Regions from separate parts of the Rattus norvegicus genome. Here region 2 is linked to region 1. The links are chromatin contacts, called in public Hi-C maps. All regions are on one chromosome and are shown on one strand. Each heading gives the region's core, a stretch centred on a gene start, on an enhancer-like site or on the middle of the called end of the contact. The rest is flanking DNA. Distances are from core to core; before and after follow the strand shown. Region 1 has its middle 81 kb from the start of Btc. Region 2 overlaps Epgn (epithelial mitogen).

The links. Hi-C and Micro-C count contacts between places; a contact is called where the count stands out from the background.
Region 2: a Hi-C map of the A7r5 cell line shows a contact between it and region 1, with 10 times the contacts expected there. The contact joins two enhancer-like sites. A contact is called at or near these places in 5 of 12 Hi-C or Micro-C datasets (the A7r5 cell line, kidney, liver and 1 more).

Annotation. Positions count from the first base shown.
Region 1 is chr14:17,070,401-17,077,157 of GRCr8, reverse strand. No RefSeq gene overlaps it. Among named protein-coding and RNA genes, the nearest start is that of Btc, 81 kb to the right of the region's middle. Within about 2 kb of position 2,862, at least 5 of the 93 cell types and tissues checked have an H3K27ac peak or open chromatin away from gene starts, as enhancers often do. A contact at or near this core is called in the A7r5 cell line, where this site is marked.
Region 2 is chr14:17,362,232-17,368,988 of GRCr8, reverse strand. Epgn (epithelial mitogen) reads left to right here. Exons shown (of 5, transcript NM_001305170.1): 1 at 1-288; 2 at 900-989; 3 at 4,210-4,330; 4 at 5,324-5,476. The coding sequence starts at 159. Among named protein-coding and RNA genes, the nearest start is that of Epgn, 3.4 kb to the left of the region's middle. Within about 2 kb of position 3,303, at least 2 of the 93 cell types and tissues checked have an H3K27ac peak or open chromatin away from gene starts, as enhancers often do. A contact at or near this core is called in the A7r5 cell line, where this site is marked.

The sequences.
Region 1 (6,757 bases), core at 1,613-4,112:
TAGTGTGTATCAGTTCCATGCTTCTCATCACTGAGTAGTGTCCCACAATGTGGCTGCACCGACATTTGTTCCACTGCGTTCTTGGCAAAGGACATCTGGACTGTCTCAAAGCTGGAACGCTGGTGTATAGGGTGTATAGGGTGTTGGGGGAACATATATTTTTATGGGGACATGTCTGTGGAAGCAATGGCCGTTTGTCACAGCCGGTGCATATCTAGCTTCTGAAGCAGCTACCGATGTGGATTACGTCTCCACTAGTATGTCTACGGAGGAGATGGCTCTACCACCTCCTCAGCCGAAGAAGGCGTGGTGAAGATCAGTCTCGGTGCTCAGTAGAAGCCAGGAGAGCTGTGACGTTGGATGCTGATGCTGTAACGGCTGCACGTACAAAGCAGTCTAAATCTGTAACCGCCCCGTAAGAAACTGCTCAGGTTGCTATAACTTCTGCCCATGGAGAAAAAGAGATCAGGGACATCATTCCTGATACTTATACAACAGCTGAGGTTGGGAGAAAGGACATATCATCATGGCCCCAGCCTGGACCCTCAAGCTGTAAGATTTTAGTCAGTGTTGTGGCTATTACAGTGGGAGAACAATGAATACGGAATAGAGTTGGGAAAGTACCAAAGAAACAAAAAGTGATGTTATTGTCGCAAAGTCAGTTGGTTCAAAGGGTACATATTTGCCCCAAACAGATGAGGAGAGGGAATCTTAACCCTGGGCATCGTTGGCAGCAACTGCAAAATGATGCAGGCACAGTGAACAGCAGAATAGCATTTCTCAAAGCCTTAGTAATAGAATTGGCATAAAAAGAGAGGCCGCAGTTCTGTGAGTATTTCTATGGGGAGGCACAGTCTGATTTTGTTCTCCCATATTCATAGGAAACTTCTAAGTCCTTCTCAGAGTTTCACCAAAAGGCAGAAACTACCTGTCCACCAACACAAGAACTGGATGTGAGGTGTATGCATGGTAGAGCATTACTCAGCCTTTAACAGGGAATTCTGACATGTGTTACAACCTGGACAGATCTGTAGGACTCTGTTGTGTGAAGCAAGGAAATCCCCAGTGGGTACTTAGGTATCCACCGTGTGAAGCCAGAGCAGTCAGCTTGGCCACAGAGAGCAGAGCTGTGATGGCTGGGATCTTGGGTAGGGAACACGCGGAATCACTGTGAAATGGGATTGACAAGAGCCAGGGGCTGGATGGTGGAGAGATAACACACTAAAAGCATTTAGCATCATCGACCAAATGTAAATACAGTTAACGTGCCAGATTTTTGTCTCATATGCATTTTACTGCAATAAAACAAGAAAATCCAACATCTTCGCATGTGGTTTTCTAAGGTTTGCCACTTCCTCTGTTTGTCCTTGTGTCCGTCCCCTTAGTGCTACATAGGTGGGCTACTAAACCTACATAATGTGAACTAAGCAGAATGACTTTTCCCTTTACTTCTCTTCTTTGATATAATTTTAAATATTCCAGTGGGGGATGTTTTTTTGCCTCCCTATATAAATCTAGAACGATATCATCAATGTCTAAAAAATAAAATCTTTCTGACTTGTGACAAGAATTATATTAAATCTTGACATCAGTTTTGAGAAAATTGCCATAACCAATCGTCATCCAAGAAGCTTCCTCGGGCAGCAGGTGAGGACAGATGCAGAGACCTGTGGCCAGACATCAAGAGGAGGGTCTCTATGGGGTGTCTCCATTAAATCCCTCCCCTCAATTCCACAGAAGAGGGCATGGTAAGAGTCAGAGGGGTTAGACACCAGGAGAACAAGGCCCACTGAATCAGCTAAGCAAGGTGCATATGAGTTCATAGAGATAGGAGCAGCAAGCACAGGGCCAGCATGCGTCTGCACCACGTCCTCTGCATATATGTTATAACCATCAGCTTGGTGTCTGTATGGGACTCCTCAGTGTGGGGATGAGTGGGTCTTGATACTTGTGCCTACTCTTCGAACTCTTTTTTTTTTCTCTTGGGTTGACTTATTCAACGTCTACATTATGGTTTTTGCTTCATCTTATTACATTTTATTTCGTCACATTAAAAAAAAAAAAGGCCTTGACATCAGCTTTGAGAAAATTAGAATCTATGTTCTCTAGAGTCTTCCAATGCATGATGATGCCATTTCTCCATTTACCTGGATCTTCTCTGAGTTTTGAGTCAGAATTGTATAGCATTGTGTATATAACGTCTGTGTGTTTTATTCGTTATAATTTAGGGGTTTGTCATAAGTATAACTCCACACTCTGTCTTGGTTGTCAGAGGGACTCCACTCTCCCTGCTTGGCTGAGGGGGAGCGTGGCTGTTGTCCAAAAGTGCTAGGTTGCTCAGATGCCTACTTCCTGTACCTTTGAGTAGAGCACAGGCTGCAGCTGGAGCCTGCAGATTGGTTTTGTGGTTTGGCACTTTCATCCATATTCCTGGGCTACCAGCTTCTTCCAGTATCAATCTGGGATAAAGGGGGCAAAGAAACAACAGAGCAGCAAGCTCACCCATCTGTGCCTTTCCTTGGGTACCCAATCTCAGTACAGTGTGCTGCCTTCTTATCTTTCAGCCTTGATGCGTCAGTTATATCTAAATCCCTTCCACAGGGGTGACCTGAGACCATCAGAAGACACAGATATTTACATTATGATTCATAACAATAGCAAAATTCTTAGCATGGCTACCCTCTAAAAGGTCCAACAAGCAGCTATTATCAGATACAGATTAATAGCACCTAACCAATGGAGAGAAGCCAGAGCCCCCTGTGTTGTAATTGGGAGAAAACTGGAAGAAGCTGAGGAGGAGGGCAACCCTATAAAGAAGACCAGCAGTCTCAACAAACCTGGACCTCCGAGATCTCTCAGACACTGAGCCATCAACCAGGCAGCACATACCAGCTGATATGAGGCCTCTGACTCATACACAAAGGGACTGCCTGGTCTGGACTCAATGAGAGAAGATGCACTAACTCTTGAGAGACTTGAGGCCCCAGGGAATGGGGAGGCCTGGTAAGGGTGTATGTGTCGGGGGGCATCCTCTTGGAGATGGAGGGGTGTATGTGATGGGGAGCAGTTTGGCGGCAGACCAGGAGGGGGATGAAGTCTGGATTATTAAAAAGGATTAAAGAATAAAAATAAATAAATTTAAAAAATAGGGCTGGCTGTGCCCAGAACCGAACAAATACCATCCCACAGTTCCCTGCACCCAAATCCAATGGGGAAGAGAGCTGAACACCCAGAAGTGCAGACATCCTGAGACCGCAGGATAGACTATCACTTCTGCCTACCTCTGCCCACATCCTTGGTCCAAGAGGAAACTGCATAGTGCCTCTGGACATAGGAATATAGGAACAGTCAGCTGCCTGTACCTGCAGTTCTGGTCTGTGCCTAGAACTGAACTGAACAGGTCAAACAGCTCCCTGCACTCAAATCCCATGGGGGAAGAGAGCTGGACCCTCAGAAGTGTGGACACTCCTGAGAAATCAGAGGAGACTACCCTCTGCCCACATTCCCCACCCAAGAGGGACTCACCTAGTGCCAGCTGGCACCCCAGGTGCAAGGACCTAAGAGCAGTCAGGGGCAGGAGCCATCTGATTCCTGCCTGCACCTAGAGCTGAAAGACAGTCACCTGGAGCACCTACACACCTGAGATCAGAGCACCTGGTCCCAGAGCCAGCTGAAAGAAAACAAGAAAACAGTTTTATAGGAGTGCTGACACAGAGGCCTACAGCAGGGTCAAGTCACTGTCAGAAATAGCAAGAGAAGCAAACACCAGAGACAACCGATGGCTAGAGGCAAGTGTAGGAACTTAAGCAACAGAAATATTCTTAAGCAAGAATATTTGGCATCATCAGAGCCCAGTTCTCCCACCGAAGAAAATACTGGATATCCAAACACACCAGAAAAGCAAGGTTTAGATTCAAAATCACATTTTATGATAATGATGGAGGACTTTAAGAAGGACATAAAGAACTCCCTTAAAGAAATGCAGGATAACACAAGTAAACAAGTAGAAGCCCTTAAAGAGGAAACACAAAAATCCCTGAAAGAATTATAGGAAAACACAACAAAACAAGCAAAGGAATTGAACAAAACCGTCCAGAATTTAAAAATAGAAATAGAAACAATAAAGAAAGCACAAAGGGAGACAATCCTGGAAATAAAAAACCTAAGGAAGAGATCAGGAGTCATAGAGACAAGCATCGCCAAAAGAATACAAGAGATAGAAGAGAGAATCACAGGGGCAGAAGGAACCAGAGAAAAGAATAACAAAACTGTCAAAGACAATGTAAAATGCAAAAAGCTCTTAGCACAAAACATCCAGGAAATCCAGGACACAATGAGAAGATCAAACCTAAGGATAATAGGTATAGAAGAGAGTGAAGACTCCCAACTTAAAGGGCCAATAAATATATTCAACAAAATTATAGAAGAAAACTTCCCTAACCTAAAGAAAGAGATGCCCATAAACATACAAGAAGCCTACAGAACTCCAAATAGATTGGTCCAGAAGAGAAATTCCTCCCATCACATAATAGAACACCAAATGCACAAAACAAAGAAAGAATATTAAAAGCAGTAAGGGAAAAAGGTCAAGTGACATATAAAGGCAGACCTATAAGAATTACACCAGACTTCTCAACAGAGACTATGAAATCCAGAAGATCCTGGGCAGATGTCATGCAGGCCCTAAGAGAAAACAAATGTCTTCCCAGGCTACTATATCCAGCAAAACTCTCAATTAACATAGATGGAGAAATCAAAATATTCCATGACAGAACCAAATTTACACAATTTCTACAAATCCAGCCCTACAAAGGATAATAGCTGGATAACTCCAATACAAGGAGAGAAACTATGCCATACAGAAAGCAAGAATATATTCTCCTTACAATGAAACCAAAGGAGAAACACACGAACACAATTCCACCTCTAACAATGAAAATAACAGGAAGCGACTATCACTATTCCTTAATATCTTTCAACATCAACAGACTCAATCCCCCCAATAAAAAGACATGGATTAGCAGACTGGATCCGTAAAGAGGACCCAGCATTTTGCTGCATACAGGAAACACACCTCAGAGACAAAGACAGACACTACCCCAGAGTAAGTGGCTGGAAAACAACTTTCCAAGCAAATGGCCCAAAGAAACAAACTGGAGTTGCCATTCTAATGTCAAATAAAATTGATTTTCAACCAAAAGTCATAGAAAAAAATAAGGAAGGACACTTCATATTCATCAATACACCAAGATGAACTCTCAATCTTAAATATCTATGCTCCAAAGGCAAGGGCACCTACATACATTAAAAAAAAAACCTTACTAAAGCACAAATCACACATTGCACCTTACACAATAATAGTAGGAGATTTCAACACCCCACTCTCATCAATGAACAGATCATGGAAACAGAAATTACACAGAGACATAGAGAAACTAACAGAAGTTATGAACCAAATGAACTTAACAGATATTTATAGAACATTCCATCCTAAAACAAAAGGATATACCTTCTTCTCAGCACCTCATGTTACTTTCTCCAAAATTGACCATATAATTGATCACAAAAGAGGCCTCAACAGATACAGGAAGATAGAAATAATCCCATGCATCCTATCAGATCACCATGGACTAAGGATGGTCTTCAATAACAACAATAATGACAGAAAACCCACATATACATGGAAGTTGAACAATGCTCTACTCAACTTGGTCAAGGAAGAAATAAAGAAAGAAATTAGAGACTGCCAGACTAAACAGAGGTCACAGAGAGTGTATCCAAATTAGCAAAATCAGAAATGAAAAGGGAGACAACAGAATCTGAGGAAATTCAAAAAATTATCAGATCCTACTACAAAAGCCTGTATTCAACAAAAATGAAAAATCTGGAGGAAATGGACAATTTTCTAGACAGATACCAGGTACCAAAGTTAATTAAGGAACAAATAAACCATCTAAATAGACCTATAACTCCTAAAGAAATAGAAACAATTATTAAAAGTCTCCCAACCAAAAAGAGCCCAGGACCAGATGGGTTTAGTGCAGAATTCTATCAGACCTTCAGAGAAGATCTCATACCAATACTGTCCAAACTATTCCACAAAATAGAAATGGATGGAGCACTACCGAATTCCTTTGATGAAGCCACAATTACTCTTATACCAAAACCACACAAAGACCCAACAAAGAAAGAGAACTTCAGACCAATTTCCCTTATGGATAGCAACGCAAAATACTCAATGAAATTCTTGCAAACCGAATCCAAGAACACATCAAAATGATCATCCATCATGACCAAGTAGGTTTCATCCCAAGGATGCAGGGATGGTTTAATACATGGAAATCCATCAATGTAATCCAGTATATAAACTAACTCAAAGATAAGAACCACATGATCATTTCATTAGATGCTAAGAAAGCATTTGACAAAATTCAACACCCCTTCATGATAAAAATCCTGCAAAGATCAGGAATTCAAGGCCCATACCTAAACATAGTAAAAGCAATACACAGCAAGCCAATAGCTAACATCAAACTAAATGGAGAGAAACTTGAAGCAATTCCACTAAAATCAGGGACTAGACAAGGCTGCCCACTCTCTCCCTACTTGTTCAATATAGTACTTGAAGTCCTAGCCAGAGCAATCAGACAATGAAAGGAGGTCAAAGGGATACAGATTGGAAGGGAAGAAGTCAAAATATCACTATTTGCAGATGATATAGTATACTTAAGTGACCCCAAAAGTTCCACTAGAGAAC
Region 2 (6,757 bases), core at 2,054-4,553, 290 kb before region 1:
ACAGGAAACCAGTGTTTCAAGAGGGAACTTGATCACATCTCTAGATAACACAGGTATCCTAAACAAGTGTGCCAGTGCCTGCAGGCTTCGCGCTGCTGCCAGGAGCACATAGTTTTCGGATTGGTAAGAACGGCCAAATGACGCTTCGTGAAATATAAATGGAAGAAAGGCTCAGAGCGCGCAGTAAAAACCCTCCACCCTTCTGTCTAGGAGGACCAGAGAAAGAACTTCGGCAGCTGCAGGATATGGCTCTGAGGGTTCCCATAGCAGTCTGCCTCCTGTTCAAAGGTGCGTAATTTCCTTTTTATTACCTTTGTGCCACCTCCAAATGTGAAGATCTCGTTCTCTGGATTCGAAGCTGTTCCTGGCAACGATCAGAACAAGGGATGTGTGGGTTAATTATGCTTTTATAGAAAATCTCTCTGTCTCTGTCTCTGTCTCTGTCTCTCTCTGCCTGAAGCGTTTGCTTTATGTAATTGAAGCACACTTGATAACAGCTACTGTCCTACAGTAAGCTGTGCGTGGCGATTGAATGAGTTATGTGAATACATGAACTTTCTCCCGAGAATGAGTGTATTCTAGTCTTCCATAACTGTACTCTTGTCAAGGGGACAGCTAAAAAGTAGTCTGGAACTGCTCTTGTCAGGTTCTGGACTTCAGTGAATGCAATGAGTTAGAACCAGAACAGAAAATGGGAACCTCCCGGATAAGAGCCCCTTTGGGTCTGTTTTTTTTTGTTGTTGTTGTTGTTCTTCTTTTTTTTTTTCCGGAGCTGGGGACCGAACCCAGGGCCTTGCGCTTCCTAGGCAAGGAAGCTAAATCCCCAACCCCGATCTGTTGTTAATACACAAAGGAAGCTCACCTGTGAAAGACTTTCTCCCGCCCCCTCCCCACCACAGCAATGAAGGCAGCACTGAGTGAAGAAACCGAGGCCGTCCCTCCCAGTACGACGACGCAGCAGAGCGACTGGACACTTAACATCACAGAAGGTATCCTCTTCTTCCCACTCTAGCTCAAGGGACGTCTTTCAAACTTTCAGCAGAATGTTGCATTAGGACGGAGAACAGTTGAAAATTTTTAACTAAATCTTTTTAGATAATCAGCTATTTCAGAGAGATGAAGTTAAGCTGAAGTGACAGGTAGGTGTGTCTGCCAAGGGTTGCCTTTTTAAAAAATATATACAAGAAGGAAGTGAATGAGGCAGGGGTGAGAAAAGCTGCCTATCTTCCACTATCCTCCTAAAATGTGAGACCTGCCATGGGGTTCGTTGGGATTCTGCTTGACTCCCAATGACCCTTTATACTGGGTGTAACTGAATATGACTTTGACATTCTAGAGGAGAGACATTGTATTTTGACCTAGGACAGGAAGCTTAGCAGCCACAGAAATGACAGCTACAAGAAGCAGTGCTTTTGTTCATCTTTGGGAAGGCCTTTTCTTGTGGCTTGTCATTTTAGCATATGATGCATTTCCTGATCAAACCTTGCTTTGGTTATCATTGGTGGTGGTCATATATTTCCATCTCAATGTGCTTTATCACAAAGACTTCTTGCTCCTGCTGGGCATGGCATTGTAGCACACCTTTCAAAATTATTTGAACTAGAGATGAACTTGGAGAGCTCCTTGCCTGTCAAGACCTGAGTCTGAATGGCTAATGTCTCTCACAGAACTCATAATGGCCCCTGATAGAGAGATGATGATAAACCAGGACCCAGGAACTCTTTATTTTGTCTTCAGGGTCTAGCCAAGAAAAGAAGATGAAGCCAAATGGTTCTTTTCTGAAAATGAAAAAAGGGGAATCCCTAACTGATCCCCATTTTGCCAATAATTTTAAACGCCTAAAAAAATTGTGTTGCCCATTTGGCTTTTGGATGTTGATTTTGCTAAAAAAGAATGTGTAGAAAATTTAAAGATAGGCTGGAGAGATGGCTCAGCCATTAAAGGCTGGGCCCACAACCCTAAAATATAAGAAAGTTTGAGGACATGGTTTCATCTCAATGGTTGATGTCATAGACTTGTTTCCAGCAAGTCTTACCCTTTTCCTCTCTCCGATTGCTGAGCTGTAAATGAAGTCTCTGATTTACATAACAACAGCAATGAAGAAAGGGAGGAGCTATTTCTTTCCTTTGCTTTCTTTGTGGAAAAAAGTTTGTATTTTCCCCTGCTTTGTTGCAATGCTGGGACAGACAGAGCCTTGTGCATGCTAAGTATCTAACAGTGGGCTATTGCCTCTTGTTTTGCTTTTTAACTTAAAAATATACATCTTATATCTTATAAACGCTTTGATGAAATTATAACTAACTTCTTCCCCTCCAAGGAAAAATGAGTCTCTCTGGGGTGCCCTTTCTCTGGAAATGGTTTCTTTCAAATTCTCATATTTTCAAGAGAATTCTTTAGATTTGCTTGAGTGAACTCGGTTTGTTTTAAATTAAGAATAACTCAGTACAATTTGAATGAAAAATTCTCTTCTTTTTATTGGATATTTTATTTATTTACATTTCAAATGTTATCCCTTTTCCTGGTTTCCAATCTGCCAACCTCCATCCCATTCCCTCTCCCCCCTGCTTCTATGAGGGTGCTCCCCTACCCACTCACCCACTCCCACCTCCCTGCCCTGGCATTCCCCTACACTGGGGCATCAAGCCTTCACAGGACCAAGGGCCTCTTCTCCCACTGATGCCCAACAAGGCTATCCTCTGCTACATATGTGCCTGGAGCCCGCGGTCCATCCATGGGTACTCTTTGGTTGGTGGTTTAGCTCCTGGGAGCTCCAGTGGGGTCTGGTTGGTTGATGCTGTTGTTCTTCCTATGGTGTTGCAAATCTCTTCAGCTCCTTCAGTCCTTTCTCTAATTCCTCCATTGGGGACCCTGTGTTCAGTCCAACGGTTGGCTGTGAGCATCCACCTCTGTATTTTTCAGGCTCTGGCAGAGATTCTCAATGTCTCCAAATAAATTCCTAAAGGGATAAATTAAGTTAAAAATATCACAGTCTGCAAATCTGAATGTCAATGTTAAGTTCTGGTATGTGTTCTCTAAGCAAAGTGATATGGTATCTTGATGGTATATAGAGATTTAATATTTTTTCACACGAGAAGGAACGTTTTTAAGTCTGTTTTTCCCCCCAAAAAGACACTTAAGTAGGATTGCCTTAGCCTCTGTAAGAATGCACATACAGTAGTATAGTGTGGGGAATGACTAATAGTAAGGAGGTGGATTTATGCACTTAACACACCATAAGATGCCACCAATTGTACTTAAAAGTTTAAAGATGGCAATGATTCAATTATGCGGTTTTCCCAAAGAGTCTTTCCCATTGCATCAGCACCAAGGATGGTGCGAGTAGGTGTTCCGGCTCGCATGCCAGTACCAGTAGCATCCTGAAACCCAGATGATTTTCCAGAGTACCCTTTCCTGACACGGGTGTCCCGTGAGGAGGTTTCTGGTCACTAACTACACACTATGGTCATTTTTGCAGTGTTGAAATGAAAGAAAGAAAAAGCTGCTACAGATCCCATCCCCCAGGGCTTTGCCACTTCTCCACAACACCTCTTAACTGAGCAGAACGTTCACTTAGTCTGTTGTAGTGTTGCCATTACCTGTGGCCACCTGAGCCCACACTGGTTCTGACTTCTTATATCAAGCGTTGGCAGCCCCCCTCTAGCTAATCAATGAAAATGTTCCCTCTCTAGTCAGCATTTCCTGGAAGTTCATGGAAGAGTGAAAGAGGGGATTTTCATCCTCTCCTCTAAAGAGGAAATAAACATCTATTTTATTATTGAGCAAAGTTACATCCCTAGGGGGTGACATATTACTCCCTAGGGATATGCAGGGAAAATGCAAAGTGATATGAGGCCGTCTGCTCTAATTAACATTGGTTACATTGGGAACCATGGTTCAAAACTTCCTCCTAAGCTAGAACCAATGCTGCCACCTCTTGACCAACTCATCTCTATGCTTTATTGTGTCGCTTGTAAAGAATGGGACAATCCTAATCCACCTCCACCCTATAACTAATTAACAATGTGTGGAGCAACAAGGAACCCAACCTTTTAGATAGGACACCCCTCCCCCCCCAAAAAAATCCCAACACTTCCAAGGATAAAGCATCTAAAATATTCTTGAAATAAAAGGTCTCTTTACATATGTATTGAGCTTGTATTATGAAAGTGGACACATTTAAATGTTAATTAATGTATCCCCTTTTCCTAGCTGACTACATAGAAGAACCTGTAGCTTTGAAGTTCTCCCATCCCTGTCTGGAAGACCATAATAGTTACTGCATTAACGGAGCATGCGCATTCCACCATGAGCTGAAGAAAGCCATCTGCAGGTAACTACTGCACCGAACTTAGCAAGTCTTAGAGATGGGAGAAGGTAAAGCAGTTGCAAACTGCTCTGTCTTGTCCACTATAAATGGTTCTTGTTGGCCAATAGGAATTGTACTTCCCTGGGGAAGACTACTCCTCCTGTTCCCAGCATTCCTTAGTTACCCATAATTCTTCATATTGGGTTGAGAAATCATGAGTCCTACCTCAACCCTGGTCCACATTAGCTTGTCTGTTGACGTCCTTGTTCAAGTCATGTTCAAGCGGCCATGTTGGGTAGACCTCACGGGTGTTTCCTCTGTCATTTCTAGGAGACACAGTCTCACAGAAAACTCCTTGTTCCTCTTAAGTAGATGGAAGTTCTTGGAGGCTGGAGGGGAGTGGGGAGAAATGATGTAATTATATTATAATCTCGAAAATAATTTAAAAAGAATAGGATGATGGAATGGCAGGGGGAGGGGGAAATGACGATTGACCTGAATGTGACTGGCCATTGTATTTGAATATTATGACCTGTTTTTTTCTAAACTACTTACCCACATTTCTCAAAACTATAGTTCCCAGACTATAGCATGCACAGAACAGGAAACTTGTTTGGAATGCTGACTTTAAGATCTATAATTATCAAGTCAGTATCTGCATTTCTAACAATATGCAAAGGTGACTCTGAACTTTCACAGGTTTCCAGATGAGACAGATTTCCAAAAGAAGAAAATCTATTCTGGAAGATAACATCCTGGAGCTACCACGACCCTCCCTTACCCTACACTGATTTGCTCAGTTTCTTGACAAGCACTCTACCTTTTCCTCCTGTCAATGAGGGAACGTGTGAAGCCTATTAAATTGACTGTGCTAAAGTGCAGGCTGTTTCATATTTAATGGGCTGAGTCCTGTGTGCCTTAGCAAATGTTTCTTTTCCCATTCTTTGAAATACATCACTCATTGGTTCTTCTGTCACTGTAGGCTTTACCATTGCATGTTCTTTTCTCTCTTTGAAGATGCTTTACTGGTTATACGGGAGAACGGTGTGAGCATTTGACCCTAACGTCATATGCTGTGGATTCTTATGAAAAGTACATTGCGATTGGGATTGGTGTCGGATTGCTAATCAGCGCTTTCCTTGCTGTCTTCTATTGCTATGTAAGAAAAAGGTATGAAACAAAGCATTAAATTAGTTGTGTGTGTTCACTTGACAAATATTTATTGAGTTCTTACTGTTGATGTGTGTGTCTGAGAAGCCCCTCTGTAATATTTTTGGTGCCTTTTCATGAACCCAGACAAGTGCTTAAAAAATAAAGAAAGGAAGAAAGAAAGGAAGAAAGAAAGAAAGAAAGATGAAAAGTCCTTACCAATATAATTAGAATAATGCAGATTTATAGTTCCCTTTCTTCTTATCTATGTTTACCTGAGTCAAAATTCTAAGTGGGAAAGATAGCAGGCCTTTTGAAGGCAGAGATTAAATATATCATACTGATGAGTAGACATTTAGTGTCCAACAAAGCATAAATATTGAGTAAAAATAATTTTAAGAAATGAATATTAAATGAATGAAAATGTGACAAACATTCGCCACCTTCTCCTTAGTCATCAAGGGAAGTTATCTTCAGAAATATTGTTTACTGATAAAAACCCAATATTAAGAACTTAATCTACTGACAAGTTTATATTAGTTATGTATGTATCATATTATTTCTAGTTTCCCCACACTGGTTATTTTTCATTAAATCCATACACCTAGGAAAAGTAAAAATTTAATAACAGTCACATTAAGAGTATATTTCTACAATAATATTCATATTATGGTACTTTCACTATTCTCATTAAAAAAAAAACAACTAAAATTCCATGACCAAAATTAGATAAGCCTGTTTTGCTTAATAGATGTCTATCAGAAAGGATTGAATATGTGTTTGATTAGCTTTATGTTGGTCAAAGAGATGAAGAATAACAATGAGAAAGAGAAGGAAGGCAGCAAGGAGAAGGAAGGGGGAGGAAGTGGGAGGAGGAAGAAATACCTGTACACATTCATGAGCTGGCATGGAAAGTCACGCTCTCTAGAAGAAGAATCCAAGATGTAGATGATTATGCATGTGACAGTGGTGTGACAGCTCAGACAAATGTGTCGTGAGCTAATGAAAGATGACAATGCAATCCAAAGCTACTAAGCAAAAAAATGTGGCTTCAGCTCACTCAGTGCAGTCTCAGCCTGAATCCACAGGAAGAGTTGAGATGTGAATGGTATCATAAATCCATCCCAAAGTGGAGTCCATCTTGGCTTTAACGCTTCATATCAATCAGTCCTGGGTCATGATGATCACAGTGAGGATAGGGATCAGGGCCTTACAATCTCTTAGAAACTTGCTAACAAGCTACTCTAATGACCCTGGGTAATTCTCTAGCACAGGATGCTACTGTGCATGGGTTATTTCCTG